Regions from separate parts of the Mus musculus genome. Here region 1 is linked to region 2. A link is a contact called in public HiChIP or PLAC-seq data. All regions are on one chromosome and are shown on one strand. The core of a region is the stretch at or near the end of the contact, and the rest is flanking DNA. Distances in the headings are between cores, read along the strand shown.

What was found. HiChIP or PLAC-seq counts read pairs in DNA pulled down with a chosen protein or histone mark.
Region 1: a FOXA1 HiChIP or PLAC-seq map of pancreatic cancer cells shows a contact between it and region 2. The contact joins the enhancer-like site here to the promoter of 4930517G24Rik in region 2. A contact is called at or near these places in 3 of 484 Hi-C or Micro-C datasets (bone marrow-derived macrophages and embryonic stem cells), 2 of 115 datasets of contacts at active chromatin or transcription factors (embryonic stem cells and pancreatic cancer cells) and 1 of 9 other capture datasets (embryonic stem cells).

What each region holds. Positions count from the first base shown.
Region 1 is chr8:107,387,188-107,393,630 of GRCm38.p6, reverse strand. It overlaps Nqo1 (NAD(P)H dehydrogenase, quinone 1), which reads left to right. Exons shown (of 6, transcript NM_008706.5): 2 at 619-783; 3 at 860-990; 4 at 1,396-1,509; 5 at 2,485-2,586; 6 at 4,507-5,406. The coding sequence ends at 4,812. Among named protein-coding and RNA genes, the nearest start is that of Nqo1, 13 kb to the left of the region's middle. Within about 2 kb of position 3,865, at least 45 of the 459 cell types and tissues checked have an H3K27ac peak or open chromatin away from gene starts, as enhancers often do. A contact at or near this core is called in pancreatic cancer cells, where this site is marked.
Region 2 is chr8:107,203,742-107,210,241 of GRCm38.p6, reverse strand. 4930517G24Rik (RIKEN cDNA 4930517G24 gene) reads right to left here and starts at 4,912. Exons shown (of 3, transcript NR_166499.1): 1 at 4,653-4,912.

The DNA of each region.
Region 1 (6,443 bases), core at 2,616-5,115, 180 kb before region 2:
TTTAATTCCCAGTAACTACGTGGTGGCTCACAACCATCTGTACAGCTACAGTGTACTCATATATATATATAATAAATAACTATTTCTTTAAAATAGAAGGCTCTGTGTGTGTGTGTGTGTGTGTCTTTCATTTGAGAATCTAGAGCATTGAGGTAGCTAGTGAGGAACCCACATGGAGCCATTGCCAGAGAGGTAGAGCAGATTAATCAACTATAGCAATACCTCTAGACTTCAGATTTTTTTAAAAAATGTTTGATTACATTTAGAGAGAGAGAGAGAGAGAGAGAGAGAGAGAGAGAGAGAGAGAGAGAGAGAGAGAGAATGTTCTTTGTGGAGTTCAGGATAACTTCAGAAGTTGGTTCTCTTCTTCCACCAGGTGGGTCCTGGGGATCTAACTCAGGACACCCAACTTGGCAGGAAGTGCCCTTATCTGCTGAGCCATCTCAGCAGCCTCAACTGTAGATTTTCAGATGAAAGACATTTAGTTGATAATGCTAGCCACTGTTCCCTATGCTGAGAAACGAAGGTGGCAAACATGTCTGATCCCAAACACTTTAGATTAGGGATTCACCCGTCCTGTTTGGATTTTCTTTCCATGCCTCATGTATGTCTAAACAGCGAGAAGAGCCCTGATTGTACTGGCCCATTCAGAGAAGACATCATTCAACTACGCCATGAAGGAGGCTGCTGTAGAGGCTCTGAAGAAGAGAGGATGGGAGGTACTCGAATCTGACCTCTATGCTATGAACTTCAACCCCATCATTTCCAGAAATGACATCACAGGTAAGAACCGCCTCTCTCCATTGGTAGCGGACCCCTGTGGCTCAGCCTCAGTCCCATCGCTCTTGCTACCCAACAGGTGAGCTGAAGGACTCGAAGAACTTTCAGTATCCTTCCGAGTCATCTCTAGCATATAAGGAAGGACGCCTGAGCCCAGATATTGTGGCCGAACACAAGAAGCTGGAAGCTGCAGACCTGGTGATATTTCAGGTATCACAGGATGGAAATCTTAAGAAAGCGGAGTCTGGCCGGGCAGTGGTGGTGCACGCCTTTAATCCCAGCACTTGGGAGGCAGAGGCAGGTGGATTTCTGAGTTCAAGGCCAGCCTGGTCTACAGAGTGAGTTCCAGGACAGCCAGGGCTACACAGAGAAACCCTGTCTCGAAAAAACAAAAAACAAAAAAACAAGAAAAAAGAAAGAAAGAAAGTGTTGTCTGTGGTATTTGTCCTTATGGGCCTGGGGACCTCTGCATTCTTAGTGATGTCAGTCAGAGGGTGTGCAGCTGAGCTGATATATGCTTTGTGTATTTGTGTGTGCGGGGGGGGGGGGGGGAGCGGCGGGGAGAGAGAGAGAGAGAGAACAAACCGTGATCTGACTTCTTGGTCTGCCCCACAGTTCCCATTGCAGTGGTTTGGGGTGCCAGCCATTCTGAAAGGCTGGTTTGAGAGAGTGCTCGTAGCAGGATTTGCCTACACATATGCTGCCATGTACGACAACGGTCCTTTCCAGGTAGGTGAACCATTGGCCATCTCCTGAGTAGACACTGTCCCGAGAGTACAGATGGACTCTTAAGACCAGGGAGGATGCATTGTATAGCTCTTATAAATCAAATGACAGGATGGTTTGGACTTGTTCAGTTTTTTTTTTCTACATTTACCTATTTTATGTATGTATATGAGTGTTTTTTAGACAGGATGGTTTCTTCTGCTCAATTCTTTTTTATATTTACTTATTCTTTTATGTATATGGGGGCTTTGCCTGTTTATATGTCTGTGTACCACACGTGTGCAGTGACTGAGGCCATCCTCAGCTACTTAGTGAGTTTTAGGCTAGCCTGGGCTACATGAGATCCTGTCTGAATAAAATGTAAAACTGAAAAAAAAAATCTTTGTTTTTTGGAGGCCAAATAGTGACAAGAACTCTATCTTGTGACTTTTATTTTTAAATAGATTTTTAAGCATCCACTTATTCTTATTTTACGTACATTGGTGTTTTGCCTGCATGTATGTTTAAAATGAGGGTGTTAGATTCCCCTGGAACAGGCGTTATAGTTGTGAGCTGCCATCTGGGTGCTGGAAATTGTATCTGGGTCCTCTGGAGGAGCAGCCAGGGCTTATAACCACTGAGTCATCTCTCCAGCCTCGACTCTTTTTAAAAAAGTAAATTAATAAAAATTGACACAGGGTCTTATGATGAAGCCCTGGCTAGCTTGGAACTCACTCAAGAGAGACCCACCATACCCAGCTGTCTCCTGAAGTTTTGAGTGAGTTGATTTGTGCTGTAGTCACGGCTATCCACAACCACATGCTGGTCCCAGCCACAGTTGGAACATGTGCAGAGTCATGCTGAGGTGGCAGAGGACCTGAAGCCTGAAATAATAGCCCTGATGGGGTGGCTTCATTTGTCCTTCTCCCCGGGGGCCCCCTGTTCATTAACTCACTGGGACCCAGGAGAGGAGCGGGTGACACTTGTTTTCTCTTTCAGAATAAGAAGACCTTGCTTTCTATCACCACTGGGGGTAGCGGCTCCATGTACTCTCTTCAGGGTGTCCACGGGGACATGAACGTCATTCTCTGGCCGATTCAGGTAGCTCCTTCCAGAGGAGTTTGTTAGCCGAGCGTTCCTCAGAGTCCAAACCTCCAGACAGTAACTCAGAACTGACCCGAGGGGGGAGGAGAGCAGCCAGGGAACAGGGCAGCCACTCCTAAGTTTCCTTCAGGAGCTTGTGAGATGACCCTGGGCACATGGTCAAAGTCTCTTCTATGTGCACCAGGGCCTCAGCGTGTGCAGCCACAGCCTTGGCTCTTTCCAGTCTTCCTGGAATTGTATCTGTAACCCCAGAATATTTTAATAATTAAAAAAAATGTATGTGTGGGCATGCATGTGTGTGCTTGTATGTATGCGTGCGTTTGCACATGCATGTGTGTGCCTGTGCGATTGTGTGTGCGCGCGTGTGTATCAGAGGTCAACTTTTGGGAGCCGGCTCTCCCTTTATATCTTGTTGGTACCAGGATTTCCTTGGCTTTTGTAGTACTGTGTGGTCAAGGCTCACTGGCCTTCAACTTCTGTCTCTGCCTCCCATCTTGCCTCTTGGCATGCTGGGATTGCAGAGTCATGCTGCCGCATATATTGGATTTTCTGAGACAGGGTTTCCCTGTATATCTGTCCTGTAACTCACTCTGTAGACCAGGCTGGCTTCAAACTCAGAGATCCATCTGCCTCTGACTCGAGTGCTGGGATTAAAGGCATGCGCCACCACACCCAACTGCATTCACCTTTTTACATAGGTTCTGGGCTCTCTCTCCATCAGACTTATAAGGCTGGTATCTTGACTCTACTCGCTGAGCCATCTCTCCTGCTCTTTTATTGTTTGTTTGTTTGTTTGTTTGTTTGTTTGTGTTTTGGGTTTTCCAAGACAGGGTTTCTCTGTGTAGCCCTGGAACTCACACTGAAGACTAGGCTGGTGACGAACTCAGTGCGCCACCACTGCCCAGCAAGACCTTTTATTGTTTTAAGGTGGGAGGAGGTTCATATACAATCCCAAGGTAGACTTGAACTTGTGGCAGTTCTTTTGCCTCAACCTGTTGGGTGCTGGGTTTAAGGCGTGGACTGCCATATCTGGCTCCCCAGGACAAGAATCAGGTTCACCGAGCTTGTCTCTGAGGTGGGTTGGACGCTGAGGAGTATGTCCACTCAGGACCGGGGGTGCAGAGGAGAGCGAGCAAGATGGGTGCTGAAAAGACCATTTGTGCAAACTGAGTTCATCATGTGGAGAGGCAGACAAATGCGCATCCACATGCCCTCGCATGAGCCAGAGCCAAGGAGCAAACGCTCTCCCTAATGTAATACAATTTCCGGCTCTTTTTGGCAGAGGATCCAGGTTGGCACAGTTTCAAGGTTTTTACTCATTCAAGCTCTGCCAAGGAGTCTAGGGAGGGAGGGCAGAAGGTAAGAGAAAGACCCGTGTCAATTCCCAGGGGCACCTCAGATTGTACATTCTCCCATTGGCAAGCCCAACTCACCCTCTTAAAAGTTTTTTTTTTTTTAATTTAAGTTTTATTTTTTATGAGTTTTGCCTGCTGTTTGTCTGTGTACCGTGTGTATGCAATGTTCATGAAGGCCAGAAGAGTACATTGGATTCCCTGGAACAGCAGTTACAGATGGTTGTGAGCCACCACGTGGGTCCTCTTAGTCACCAATGCATCTCTCAAGCTGCAAGTTTTTTGTTTTGTTTTTGTTTTTAAGATTTCTATTTATTCATTTTATTGTTCTGGGTATGTATGCTACGTTTATGTGGGTGCCACAGAGGTCAGAAAAGATCATCCAATCCCTTAGAACTGGAGTGACAGGTGAGTCCCTCCATCTGGATGTTGGGAACCAAGCGGGGTACTCTGAAAGAGCAGAAAATCTCGAGCCAGCTCTCCACCCCGCAGATCAACTTCTGATGCCCGTTTACAGTACGGACTTAACTCCTGTGACTTACCGCTGTGTTCTGTTTCTCCTCAGAGTGGCATCCTGCGTTTCTGTGGCTTCCAGGTCTTAGAACCTCAACTGGTTTACAGCATTGGCCACACTCCACCAGATGCCCGCATGCAGATCCTGGAAGGATGGAAGAAACGTCTGGAAACCGTCTGGGAGGAGACCCCACTCTATTTTGCTCCAAGCAGCCTGTTTGACCTAAACTTTCAGGCAGGATTCTTAATGAAAAAGGAAGTTCAAGAGGAGCAGAAGAAGAACAAGTTTGGCCTCTCTGTGGGCCATCACCTGGGCAAGTCCATTCCAGCTGACAACCAGATCAAAGCTAGAAAATAAGGATTTTTTTCCTAACATATAGTTAGACGCAGCTTTCTTTTTCCCCAGCTTGTCTGACTTGCTTTCATTTTTTTCCTTTGCTCCACGAGGATGGGAAAAGGAGTAAGTTTGCTTCATGCTTTTTTTTTTTTTTTGATAGTTCTGCCATAACAACAAAATGAATGAAGTCAGATTAGGAGCCTCAGGGCAAGGTGCAGAAGCGAGCTGGAAATACTCTTCTAGGTCATTTATGCAATATTCGCCATTTTCTTCGGGCTAGTCCCAGTTAGATGGCATCCAGTCCTCCATCAAGATTCGTTGTCTATAATTACCTCTCTGTGGTTTAGGGCAGAAGGGAATTGCTCAAAGTAAACAATGGCCGAGGGACTAACTTGTTTAGCAGTTAGCAGTTAGCTAAAGCCTGTTTATGATACATCCTGGTTTCAATTACTGTGCAGTGACTGACATGGCGCCCAGGGGGTTGGCTCTCCAGCTCTTTTCTGTCTTGTACACAGCACACCCAGGTCCTGGGAAAGGAATTTTAAAACAGATCTCCGTCTCATTCTTTCTATTTCTTTTTTTTTTTAATCGAAATAAATGAATACATCACACATCAGATGGTGGCGCATGCCTTTAAGCCCTTTAATACTTAATAGCAATAGCCCCTTACTGACCTGGAGATGGCTCAGCAGCCAAGTGCACTTGTTGGCTCTTGCAGAAAACCTTCAGAAAGGCCAACCTCTTTTCTAACCCCAGTTCCGAGGGATCCAGTGCCCTCTTCTGGCTCCTGCAGCCACTGCATGCATAGATAAGTAAATATAAATAAATAAATAAATAAATAAGTAGATATAAATAAATAAATAATAAAGCGGTGTACATATAAAAATAATCCTAAGTGCCACAATGAAAACCGGTAGCCTTCTACCAAAGAAAAACAACTTGACATATACAAATGTCTGGAAGGTTTGTCTGCAATATTGTGAAATCAATGACATTCCTTTTTTATTTTTAAAGATCAGTTGATCAGTTTTATTTTTTAATTGTGTGTGTGTGTGAGCGCGCACACACGCGCATGCCTGAGGGTTTGTGAATATGTGTGTACAAGTGCCCACAGACTCCAGAAGAGCACCTTCTAGCACCCAAAGCTGGAGTTACATGTGGCTGTGAGCCACTCGAAGTGGATGCTGGGGAGCCAAACTCAGGTCCTCTGCAAAGAGCAGCAACTGCTCCTAGCTATGAAACCATCTTTCCAGTCCTGATAATTACATTCCATTTAAGGAAATGTGTGGATATCATGTAGGCCTTATTATTATTATTATTATTAATTATTATTATTATTTTGGTTTTTCAAGACAGGGTTTCTCTGTATAGTCCTGGCAGTCCTGGAACTCACTTCGTAGACCAGGTTGGCCTCAAACTCAGAAATCTGCCTGCCTCTGCCTCCTGAGTGCTGGGATTAAAGGCATGCGCCACCATGTCTGGCTGGCCTTATTATTTATAGTAAATAATTTTAAATGTGTGTGTGTGCATGTGTGTGTGCATGTTGGTGTCTAACGGATAGTCTTACAACTGTGAACCAAGTACCCTACTGTTGAACTACTCTCTCAGTTCCTGATTTTGGCATAAAATTGCATTTTATTTAGGTGTGTATG
Region 2 (6,500 bases), core at 3,663-6,162:
AGGAGAAGGAGAGGAAGAGGAAGAGGAAGAGGAAGACTATTTCTTAGAACTTCTGGAGCTGAAGAAATGGCTCTGCAGACTGGGGGGGGGGGGGCACACTGTGCTCACAACCTGCTGCAACTCCACCCCTAGAGCACCCAACACCTCTGGCCTCTGTGGACACTGCACTCGTATAAATCTTTTTTGTTGCTTTGTTTTTGTTTTTCCAGACAGAGTTTGTCTGTGTAACCCTGGCAGTCCTGGAACTTGTTCTGTAGATCAGGCTGGCCTCCAACTCAGAGATCTGCCTGCGTCTGCCTCCCAAGTGCTGGGATTAAAGGCATGTACCTCTACCATCTGGCCATGGGATTAAATTTTAACAAAAATAATTTCTTTGTCACCAGGATCTTGGTTCCTGGGTGCTCCTCCACGAAACACCCATAGCCACCGTCAGTTTCTCATGTCAAAAGAGCCCAGACGGATGGCATCAGCTCTGCCCTCCAGTCCATACCAATTGGTCTCACCCTAGTTTGTTTATTGCTACACAATGAGTCTATTTATCTCAGGACCTACACTCCCTCTTTCTCCTTTAGATTCATGGGCATTGTTAAATGTTGTCCTTTTCAGGGAAGCCTTACAAAGACACCCTTGACCCTGACTGTGCTCAGCATAACTTCACAGTTTCAGCAAATCAGAAGACATCCCCCACCCCATCCCCCAAAGAAGACCACAGGAGCCTTGGTGTTCTTAGGGCCTCCTCGATGTGCAGAACTGGTCTCACCAGCCTCTTGATGTGGCAAGAATCAGACAGACATGGGTCCCAGCTCTGTCATTTGTTAGCTATGTGACCTTGGGCAATGCATCCGCCCTTTCTGGCTGTCAAAACTCTTATCTAAAAACCAAAAACCAAACAAGAGATACAAACCGCAAGGAACGGATCCAAGGCTAGTGGCCGGAGTCTGGTGTGGTTATTATAGAGCAAAGAGGGATCAAAGGTGTGCAGCCGACACTTAATATGCACACGCACACACACACACACACACACACACACACACACACACACACACACACACACCACTGCTGCCTGCTGTGGATATTGACACTCTGCAGAGACAAGATCAGCCATGCATTTGCTCATACGAGGATTCCTATCATTATTTCAATTTCCTGCAAAGAGCAGGAGCAGACAGCTTGGACAAGAGAGCTGTAGGGTGGCCACTGAAGGCCCATTATGCAGTCTAGGGATGTAGGTCAGTTGGTAGACTGCTTGCTTGCTGTGCGCAAAGCCCTGCAATCAATCCTCAGTGTGCCATGACGAGTTTGGGGATGTGCATTAGTGGTCCCAGAACTCAGGAGGTAGAGATGGGAGGATCAGAAGCTTAAGGTTATCTTTGGCTACATAGAGAGTCTGGGGCCATCCTAGGCTACATGAGACCCTGTCTCAAAAGAAATAAATGGGTCAAGAGTTGTGGTGTATTCCTTTAACTCAGCAATTGGATGGCAGGACAGGTACATCTCTGTGAGTTCAAGGCCAGCCTGTTCTATGTAAAGAGTTCGGGGATGCCAGGATTGTAGAACGAGACCTGTTTTAAAGTTAAGAAAGAAAGGGAGAGAGAGGGAGAGGGGGAGAGAGAGAGAAGTGAATTAAGAGACAGTCTCTATGATTTTTTTTTTTGAGATAGGGTCTTTCTATATAGTCAGTCCTAGTGGTACTGGAGCTTGGTATGTAAACCAGGCTGGGTCTCAAACATACAGAGATCCTCCTGTCTCTGCCTTGCAAGTACTGGGATTAAAGGCATGTGCCACCATGCCTGGACCTTTAGGGGCTTTAGCCACCATGAGTTTATAATACATTAGGTACAGGAGGGAAGAGAAAACCACTTGCACTGTGTATGCCCACGTGAAAAAGAGTCCACAGGCTTTTGTTTGTCTTGCTACCAAAAAGGACCAAGCTACAATCACCCCTCTCACCTGGACCTCTCACCCACCCCTGCTCTAACACCCTCCTCTCTATGGATACCAGCTCTAAGAATGCCAGCAGCATCCTCCTCTCTATGCTCCTCTGTCACAGTGTAATAAAAACCCAACTTCCACTTCCTTGAAAGGCTTATATAGGATGTGATCCTATAGGATGTGTGCCATCTCCCGTCTTCCCATTCCTCACTCTGTCCAAGTCTACTGTTTCTCTGTTCCTTAAGCAGGTCAACCATTCAAGTCTCAGAGCCTTCGCAATAGCTGTCCCCTCAGCCTGAAGTCCTCCAAGTGGCTACTATCTTTTGAATACTGTAGCCTCGGCTCACCAATGGGGGATAGGTTGCAAGATCCGCAGAGGGAGTCTAAAGCATCAGACAGCACCAAATCCTATGTGTGTTTTTCCTATCTCTCCATAGGAATAATTTACAAAGAGACTGATAATAACCATTAATAAGATCGAACAAATGTCACAGTATACTGTGATCAAAGCTGCAGAACGGTGGGCTCCCTCAGAATGGCTGCCAAGGGATCAGCAGGTAGGTGGCACAGCCACACAGCATGGGCACACTGTGTGGGAGCATGGGCCATGAGCTGGCATTGTGTGACATTTTTTTCATGTTCCTCAGAATAATACCCAATGCAAACATTGTAAGTTGTCTATTCCTAGAATGTTATGTTGCATTTCTTTCACAGCCGACCTTTAACTGGCTACAGAAAGTGAGGTGGAGAGCGGGCAGGTAAGTGAGCCGGAAAGCAGGTCTCTGTCCCAGTTGTGAATTCTCAGAGACCTTTCTCATCACGTCCCTACCACGGCAACCCTGGTCATTCCACACTACATTACTTTCATCTTTGTATTTTCTACTTTCTACAATTACCAGTGTTTGGGTGTCTGTCTCATCACCACATGCCTCCAGGTGCCAAGAACACAGCCTGGTGCACAGCAGGTACACAGCCCTGTCTGTTAATTGACCTACCCCTTCATCTTGCCATGGAAGCAAAACCTGATGACGTCAAGGTCAAAGTCTCTGTTCATATTAGAGTGTCTAATATGTGAGTGTCTAGACAGTCCTTTTTATTTTTGGCATTTTTGGCAAAGTGACTTTCTGCTGGAATTTAACAAAACCAGACAACGCCTGTCTCCCTAGAACCTGCTCCTTGGAAATAGGGCCACCTCTCCTTGAAGCTACAGAGACTCTGGTTGCCCGGCTTCTGTGTAATAGAGAGACAGAGATAAGACAAAGAGCTTACAAATCCCTCTGGAATAGCCTGATGCCTGAAAGAGAGGCGTGGTGCGGTCCTGGAGCCTTCACCCAGAGGCAGCCTTAGCTAGAAACGTGCCTAGACACATGGACTGATTCAGACAGGAGCCAAGCAGGGCGCACTGACCCAACCAGTGCTAGGAATCTTAAAAACCAGACTGAAGGAAATCTAGGGTAGAATATAGGGGGACAGGAAGGGCCTTTCCTTATTTTCCTTAACCCAACAGTTTCTCATTTTTGTCCCCAAACTGGGACAGAATTCAGGGCCTTGAACCTGTTGAGCTACGCACTCCTGGCCTCTACAAAGAGTCCTAACCCACTAGGAGTTAAATGCTCCGATTGAGGCGCAGAGGGGAGAGAGAAGAGGTGACCCCTCTTCTCAATCAAGGTTGTAATAACATCTGTGCCCCAAAAGGTTAAGAACGTGGTTGTGGAAGGCACATAATTAGGCTAACTAGTCACCATCCTAAACATGACCCAAAACTGCCACAGTCACGAGAAAGGAAAAGTGTTCCACCATCCAAAGAAAACAAAGCTACTTCCAACAGGAATTGGCTGTCATAGTCTCTGCACTCGGAAAAAAAAAAAAAAAATCAACAGAGTATCCGCCCAGCCTGCCCAAGGCCCATCCCTTCCATCCCTTAAGCACAGGTCTCCAGGGAAGGCAGTGTTCCTTTGTTTTCCAGTCTGTGGGCAACTGGCTGGGCGTGGAGCCAGAGGTGAGGGACCTGTGTGGAAGAGAATCCTGCAGGGTGCTGAGCCTTGCAGGCTAGAAGCTGCCCACGGGTGGGCTCGGGCTTTGCCTGGACAGAGATACCCAAGAGCCCACAGAACAGGGGGGACAATGCGTCTGCTGCAGAGGCAGCGCCCTGGCCTGCTTTCTTCCCGCAGCTCCTGCCAGGGATCTGGGCAGCATTCCTGCCCCCGCGTTCCATCCAGCACCGCAGTCTTACTCATGGGCCTTGGTGCTTTTAGAAGTCGTTTGGGGACCTTTCAAAATTGGCACGGCCATGTTTTCTCCCTGGGGGCCCCCCTCAGCTTTCAGAAGCTGCTCTGCTACGTTGGTATACAGGGACACTCCCTTCCTCTGACCCTTCTTGGCTTTGGAAGAGGAGGACCTGGGAGGTGGCAGATGTCCCAATAAAGGCTGGAAGGAGCCCCGTGAGTGCTCGGGCGGTTGAGCCAGAGAGCTGCGCCAGCACTCGGGGTAACCTCCGGGGAGGGCGCAGTCCACACACATCCTGGCTTCCAAGAGCAGGCCTTGGGTGTCTGCCCATTATCAGACTCTCCGGCTCAACCCTAGGCTTTGAGCCCCAGAGGGGTGTCCCTCAGCGTGGAGTTGTCCTTCTGTACTTGCATTAATACACCCCCAGGGGTGCTTAGTATCCATTTCCAAGCTTCCCCATGGTCATGAAGGGCACCTTCATCACCAGGACTCACCCCAACTTACTGTGCACCGCTTAATTGGAAGGACATCTAGACGCCATGTCCAAAAGTGCACACACTCATTCCTTTCGTTAAAGTCGGCCTCTTTCAGGATCCTATTCTGTCTTCACACCCAGTGTGAAGTCACGAGGGGCTGGGACGATACACAGTCTCTTTCTTCTTCACAGGGGCTTGGCAGCCTTCTCTTCTCCACTGTAGACCTCGGGGAGTGCTTGAATGGGGCCAATGCCAACTGCCTCTGTAGATGTCAGACTCACGCATGCGCACTGTGCACTGAAGGCCCCCATTGCCTAAGCCCCTGTCCCACTGGCTGACAGGTGGGTGCCCTGATGGGTGTCCACACAGAGGAGAGGCTGAGCGGAGGACAGGATGCAGTAGGGAGCTTGCTCAATGTGGAAGCCCCCTTTGGAAGCCCTCCTCCACAGTTCTTCCTGGAGATCGCTCACACCTTGCCCCTACACCCCTTTTCAGATCAGGATAGTATTGGCTGCCCCTCCACCGACCCTGAACTGCTTCATTATGACTTGAGACAAATTTTCCCTAGACCCTCCCTACACTCTGCACTTGGTACCATCATTAAACTGCCCTTGGGGCGATCCAGTTGTTGCTTTCCAGGACCAATTCCGGGCTGGCCTGTCTTAGGTACTCCACACCCTGCTTTGAATAGGTGATTTTTTTTTTTTTTTTTACTTTAGTGCAGTACTTGCAGGGGAGTTGAATCCAGGGTCCTGAGCATCCCAGGTAAGCTCCTGTTGTCACTGAGCTATATCCCAGTCTCGAAGCATGAACGACAGAGAAGGATGGTTGAGCCCGGAGAGATGTGATGGCTCACCTATTGAGACGGCTTTTTGTAACTCCAGCACCAGGAGACCCAACACTCTCTTCTAGCCTCCTCAGGCACCCACACATGTGGGCATACCAGCACACAGACAACATACACAAAATTAAAATAGCTTTGAAAAGGAGAATGCTATCCCGGCATGGTGGTAGACAACTTTAACCCCAGCACTCAGGAGACAGAGGCAAGCAGCTCTCTGTGAGTTCAAGGCCAGCCTGGTCTAGAAAATGAGTTCTAAGACAGGCAGGGCCACATAGACAGACACTGTCTAAAAATAAAGTGTTGTGCTTCTATTCATATATCATAAAATTCACCCTTTTAAGAATACACTGTAGGAGCTGGGCATGGTGGCACACACCTTTAATCCCAGCACTTGGGAGGCAGAGGCAGGTGGATTTCTGAGTTCGAGGCCAGCCTGGTCTACAGAGTGAGTTCCAGGACAGCCAGGGATATACAGAGAAACCCTGTCTCGAAAAGCCAAAAAAAAAAAAAAAGGCCCTACAGTGTAGGGCCTTTGCTATACTTAAACAGCCATGACCACTAACTGAAGCCTTCATCCCCCTATATTCACAAGCAGTCCCTAGCAACATGACCCTTCCATCCCTGTCAAGTCCAATTTGTCCCAATCTGTGTCTGAACTTGACTATTCTGGACATGTCACATAAGTCGGATCATATTGTATGTGATTTTTTTGGTGTCTGGTTTTTCTTTCATTTAATGTCATGCTTTCAAAACTCATCCATGTATCAGTAACTCCTTAATTCTTACTGCTGAATAGTTTTCCATCATGCACATGTCCATGTGTGCACGTACATGCACACGTGTACACACACTGCATTTCATCTCTGGATACTTGAAAAGGCTACGGTGGGTATTTTATATACTTTATATGAACATCTATTTTCTTCTTTATTTTTTTTTATTCTATGTGTATGAGGTTTTTGCCTGCATGTGTGTATGTGTACCATGATCATGCTTGAGCTCCATATAGTTGTAAGCCCGCA